2 separate regions of the Sus scrofa genome follow, and region 1 is linked to region 2. The links are chromatin contacts, called in public Hi-C maps. All regions are on one chromosome and are shown on one strand. Each heading gives the region's core, a stretch centred on a gene start, on an enhancer-like site or on the middle of the called end of the contact. The rest is flanking DNA. Distances are from core to core; before and after follow the strand shown.

Region 1 (3,159 bases), core at 317-2,816, 72 kb before region 2:
TTCAGTGCCTGACGCATGATAGAAGATGTGCAGTAATCGTTGCTGGACAAATCAATGAACAGACAAATAGTATGAGTAAAGGGATGGGGTAAAAACGGCTGCAGTCAAATTTCAGACTCTCACATTTACAGATGCAGTGCCCCTGTCCACTGCCTTAGATGAGTGGTGAAGGGAGCAGAGGAAAATGCAAATGAGTGTGGTCATGCTGGACCTCTGCACAGGGCCTATTTGTTCTCACTGTGTGGTGGATGTCACCATGCCTTCCATTCTTCCAGAAACTAGGAAGGCTGCCGGTGGACAAAGGTTCCAGGCAGAGAAGGAAGTGGACGGAAAAAACTGAGCCAATTGGTGGTACTAGAACATCATGAACTTCAACTTCAACCTGCCTGGCAAACCTGTGTATATGATGAGCTTTCTTTTCTTTCTATTTCAAGCTTTATTCACACTCCTCAAACTTTAGGCGCCATAGAATCCTCCCTCATTTTCTGCAGATCATATAACTTCCTAATTAGAAAAAAAAAAAAGCAGATAAGAACTTGCTCTAATTCTGCCCAAACCTAAAAGCTTATATTTTCTTCCTCTCTCCTGATAGAGTGCAAGGGTGGTCCCCCACTGTTTAAAGACACTCTCTCCACATAGGCTGTGTGTCTTACCCTTCCCCCCAACCCCCTCGGCTCCATTCAACAGATAATCCTCTCTCTCATCTCCAATCTCTCCCCTTCATCAGGCTCTTGCACTTAAGCAAGGCTCCACCATCATTAAATAAGCAATGGTAATGAAAACACACAAACACTTCCTTACTCCATCTCTAGATTCTACCTCAGGTCTCTTATCCCTGTCTCAGCCCAATTTCTTTTTTCTTTTTTTTTTTTTTTTGTCTTTTCTAGGGCTGACCCGTGGCATATGGAGGTTCCAAGGCTGGGGTAGAATCAGAGTTGTAGCCACTGGCCTCTGCCACAGCCACAGCAACCTGGGATCGGAGCCACATCTGTAGCCTATAACACAGCTCATGGCAATGCTGGATCCTTAACCCACTGAGTGAGGCCAGGGATCGAACTCGAAACCTCATGGTTCCCAGTCAGATTTGTTAACCACTGAGTCATGACAGCCCAATTTCTCAAGAGTTTTGATACTCCCTGTTTCCATGTTCTTACTTCTCAGTCATTCCTCAGTCTCAAGGAGTCTGACTTCCACCCTTACCAGTCTCCTCTGGGTCCCTGGGGACTCTTATTCCCTAACACATGGATATTTTTCAGTCCTCATGTTTCTTATGTTCCTGGCTGCATCTGACATCATTGACTATCTTTCAAGAAAATGCTCTTCTGCTCCCTCCTGGGTACACTGTGCCCTCTCTTTCACAGTCACCTTCATAGCTACTGTTTCTTTATCCATTCTTATGTGTTAGAGTCCCTTTGGCTTCTGACCCAGGTCCCCTTTGGTCTTCCTGATCCATCTAGTCTCTCTCTTGGATTCAGTGAATGTCTCTATATACTGAAGGCTCTCCAATATGTATCTTTAACTCAGAAGCTGAATTGTGCCAATTCTGCCTCTTAGATAGAATTCTTATCTGTCCACCCCATTGCTCCTACCTTGCATCGAATTTCGTTACTGCTTATCTGAGGAGGCTTCCCCACTAGCCTTGCCTCCTTTAAACTATTTTCATAAGAGTAACTTGAGTGGCCTTTCTGAAATATAAAGCTAAGCATGCCACTCCTACTTAAAACCTAGACTGTCCCTGGGATAAAGTCACCATCCTTCACTGGGTCTTCAAGGCCAATGATCTGGCCCCCTCTCCCTCTTCAGTCCCCTGACTTGCCATCCTCACTCTCCCAACTTAGCCTTGGCACGCTGGACCCTAAGAATTGTTCTCAAATTCCAACCATGTTGAATTCTCTCTGGCTTCTGGCCCTCATCTGGAAATTACTCCTTTGCCTTCCTCCCACCTTCTATTCTTCCTCAGCTGGCAAACTCCTCACAATCAGGTCTCACTTTTGATGCCTCTTCTTCTGGGAAGCCATGAAGCCCTCCTATGTGTTCCTACCATGCCCTGTACCTGCCTCTTACAGCACGGCCACACTGATGTGGCATTGCTTACTGGTGACTTTATTCTGGGCAAAGAGAAGAGGAAGCACATTTGCCCTGTTTCCACTATGTGTTTGGTGCCTCGGGACCAGGAAAAAACTAGAGTATTCTTGGGAAATTTCTGCACCAGGAACTTTGTGTTCCAACAGACTTTAGTTATTTACAAACTACATTTATTAAGTAACTATTTCTTTTCCTGTTTTAACCAAGAACATTGTCGAATGGGTAATGTGAATAACTTAATTTGGGCCAAAGCAAAAAAATTGACAGTTTGGGTTAATCTGTGTAGCCTGAAAATCACATGGCCCAATATCTGCAATATAATTGTAAGGAAAAGAGTTAGAGTTGTAGTCATGTACACATTTTTTAGCCACCTTAAAGCTCAGTTTTGCTCCGCTGCAAAATAGAATTAATATCTTTGTGGAAATATGGTGTATATTAAATTTGAGATAATCTAGGGAATTCCCATCATGGCTCAGTGGAAACAAATCTAGTATCCATGAGTACCCAGTTTCAATCTCTTGCTTTGCTCAGTGGGTTAAGGATACAGCATTGCCATGAGCTGTGGTATAGGTCACAGACGCGACTCAGATCTGGCATTGCTGTGGCTGTGGTGTAGGCCAGTGGCTACAACTCTGATTTGACCCCTAGCCTGGGAACCTCCATATACCTCTGGTGTGGCCATAAGTAAGTAAATAAATAAATAAATAAATAAATTTAAGATAATCTAAATGATGTCCTTAGTACAGTGTCTGGCATATAGTCTGTTCCCAATAAAGACTAGGCACTATTATTATGATCCATTATAAATGAGAGAACCAAAGTAGAAAAGGTTAAGTTGCCCGAGAAGCACAGAGCTTGCTGGTTAGAGAACTTGGAAAGCAATGTATAGTTCATGATTCTGGTCCACAATTTTCCATACTTAATCCCATTGCCAATCAGAAAAAGGAGTACTGATGAAAATAGTTAACTGTATTTATGGTGGAAATGTTACCTCATTTCTCTTTCTTTGGTAGGGATTCCGGTGGGCAGTGAAGGGACCATGAGAGCAAACAAAGGAGAAATAACAGGGATAAT
Region 2 (3,172 bases), core at 1-2,500:
CAAATAGCCCTTCAATGCTCAGAAGGGCTGTGAGTCTTGATGTTCTCCTGGTGCTGACCACAGAGGAGGTGTTATCTCAGTTAGGAAATTGTTGGGAGAATCTAAACCCATTTGAGGACTTTTTGAGCTCAGATGGATACATTCCTGATGCTGCAATTTGCCAATAAGGAGACAAATTCACTGCAGGAAACAACTGAGGAGCAACAACCCCCAAATGGAAGTGAAGATCCTTGCGGGCAGGTTTGTTACTACAACCTTCGATGACCACTCACTACATAATGAGATGCACGGGTGTGTGATGATAAGGGACTAAGTATTAGGGGTTGTGGAGAGGCCAGGAAGCTACTGGCTGCACCTGAGATCCTGCACTCAAGACTGGTCTCTGTTCTCTCTGTTCCGTGGGGACCCCAGAGAGGCCTTAGGCACAAGCCGAGGGCCCCACAGCAAAGAGCAACCATCCTTTCTACTCCCTGGCAGTCATTTCTAGATCTTCCCATGAACATCCAATTGGCCATAAAGTTAGGAAATGATGCAGTAAATGGCAGCAACCTCATAGTCCTGATGGTTGATGATGATTATGATCATGATGACATCAGAATCTAACATTTATTGAAGGCTTGATATGTCACAGACGTTATAATAAGCATCTGACATGCATCATCTCATCTAATCATCACAAACACCCTGCTCTTTGTATTTATATTATTATAACTTCTATTTATAGAAGACATTGAGTGAGACTTACAGGTTATAGATGTCCAGAATCACATGAAAAAGTAGCTGAGAAAAACCTAAATGCAATAAGTAAGACTTTGTTCAAGCAACATATTTCAACTCTTTTTATTCTTTTCTTAAAAATAAAGTATAGTAGATTTACAATACTGTGCCAATTTCTGCTGTACAGCCAAGTGACCTAGTCATACATATGGATGTATACATTCCCTTTCTATTATCTTCCATCATGGTCTATCCCAAGCCATCTCTTTTATTCTTTGGTCTAGTATTTACCTCTGCATTCCTAAATAATACACTTACAATTTTAGATATTATCTATTGTGTTCCTGTTGTGTTGGGCAAATGAGAATTTATTTCTGTAAACCTCTACAAATTTCCCCTTTCTACAGCCCTTCAATATGATTATTCCAGAGTTTAATATAACACTTACTGTTACATTATTATGGCTATGCAAACTCTGCTCCGTGGAGTTCCATGGTGACTCAGCAGGTTAAGAATTCAGCATTGTCACTACAGCAGCTTGGTCACTGCTGTGGTGCCAGTTTGATCCCTGGCCTGGAAATTCCACGTGCCATAGGCATAGCCAAAACAAAACAGAAACTTATTACTCTTTACCTATCACCTTCCCCTCACCCCCACTTTCCTGTGCTTCTCTAATCCTTAAGCAATTATTAGTCTACTTTGTTTGTCTCTATATTTGCCTATTCTAGATATTTAATATAATTGGAATCTTATGTGTAGAGTTTTATGTCTGGCCTCTTTCACTCAGCGTAATGTTTTCAATGTTCATCCATATTCAAGCCTATATCAGTACTTCATTACTGTTTTAGGACCAAACGACATTCCATTGTATGAAATCATATTTTGTTTACCATTCATCAATTGATGGACATTTGGATTGTATTTACCTTTTGGTGGTCTGGATATTCCTCAGAACTACTGACAAACAAATGTTGGTTTGTCTTTGTCTATCTTCTATTCATAGGTCTCATTTTCTCTCTTGTCCTTTTTATATCACAGAACAGGTTTTTGTTGTTGTTGTTGTTTGCTTTTTAGGGCCACATGGCCACACATGGAGGATTCCAGGTTAGGGGTGGAATTGGAACTGTAGTTACCAGCCTACGCCACAGCCACAACAATGCCAAATCTGAGCCGCATCCATGACCTACACCACAGCTCACAGCAACACCTGATCCTTAACCCGCTGAGCAAGGCCAGGGATCGAACCCACAACCTCATGGTTCCCAGTCAGATTCGTTAACCACTGAGCCTTGAACCCATACCCACAACCTCATGGTTACTAGTCAGATTCGTTTCTGCTGTGCCATAATGGGAACTTCTCATAGAATAGTTTTTAAACATCTGCAAATTCTTTGATACTCCTTCCTTCAAAGAGCAGAACTCTATCCTCACCAAGAGGACAGGCTGAAATTTCCCTCACCGCGAGTATGGGCTGGACTTTGAGGATCACTCCTAATGATGAGAATGTGGTGGAAGGGATGATGTGTGACCAGCTCTTCACAGCTATCACAGTTTTCTCCTTCCCTCACTTATGAATCCTGGACTCCGACAAATCCAGTGGCATTTCATGAGAATGGAACAGGCAGCCCTAGGAAGAGGCCCACATGGTGTAGCCAGGAAGAGGAGGCTTTGCTGTGGTCATGATGGAGAGTGAAATGATACTGCCTCGTGCTTTTGAAACTACATTTTCTGCCCCTTCCCCTCTTTACCTGTATCACCTCTTGCCTTTGCTTGTAGTGTCTCTGTGCTGCTCAATTTAGATTTCACTGCCAGCAGATCCTTCTCTGGAGGGACTTTGTCCTAGAAAAGAGAGTCAATTGATTACTTCTGAGATTTAACAGGGCCCACACTGTTCCACACAGTCTAATCTTTCCTTTACCTTCACCCTTAGAACCCCCTTCCAGCTCTGGCACTGCTTCCCAGAAAGATCAATTAGCTTTCTATGCTGAGTGGGGATGTTTAGATTTTAGGGTTAAGCACCTTTGGTGGCTGAGTTATCAGTTTGCTGGTGTTCCATGCCACCAGAAAAACTTGTCTCCTGCCAGCTTGCTGATAATATGTGGACTTGTTGCTTGCTGATAATATGTGGACTTGTTGCTGTCAGTGAATCAGCCCTTTTCCTTGTATTTTGGAGTAGTATACCTTACTACTTTTATAGTAGATAATTGCTGTGCATTTGTTGTGGTTGTGGTTAATCTTGGGGGATTAGATTCAAAACCACTCGATTGCCACTTTAATCTTGCACAGAAACTATCACATTTTTAATTTCTAGAAATTAAATTCTAGAATTAAATTAAATTTCCTTTGTTCTCTGGATTTCCCTTTTCTCGCTTCTTCCTCTTTTTTTCATTTTTTCAAGTTTTATTGAAGTGTAGTTGATTTACAATGTTGTGATCACTTCTGCTGTACAACAAAA

Evidence for each region. A called contact is a pair of places that touch in the nucleus more often than the background predicts.
Region 1: a Hi-C map of fetal liver shows a contact between it and region 2, with 2.8 times the contacts expected there. The contact joins two enhancer-like sites. A contact is called at or near these places in 1 of 5 promoter capture datasets (fetal liver), 2 of 47 Hi-C or Micro-C datasets (both in fetal liver) and 1 of 2 datasets of contacts at active chromatin or transcription factors (alveolar macrophages).

Annotation. Positions count from the first base shown.
Region 1 is chr13:108,633,613-108,636,771 of Sscrofa11.1, reverse strand. All of the region lies in intron 5 of SAMD7 (sterile alpha motif domain-containing protein 7), which reads right to left. Among named protein-coding and RNA genes, the nearest start is that of SAMD7, 13 kb to the right of the region's middle. Within about 2 kb of position 1,566, at least 2 of the 83 cell types and tissues checked have an H3K27ac peak or open chromatin away from gene starts, as enhancers often do. A contact at or near this core is called in fetal liver, where this site is marked.
Region 2 is chr13:108,561,134-108,564,305 of Sscrofa11.1, reverse strand. No RefSeq gene overlaps it. Among named protein-coding and RNA genes, the nearest start is that of LRRC31, 12 kb to the right of the region's middle. Within about 2 kb of position 1,250, at least 3 of the 83 cell types and tissues checked have an H3K27ac peak or open chromatin away from gene starts, as enhancers often do. A contact at or near this core is called in fetal liver, where this site is marked.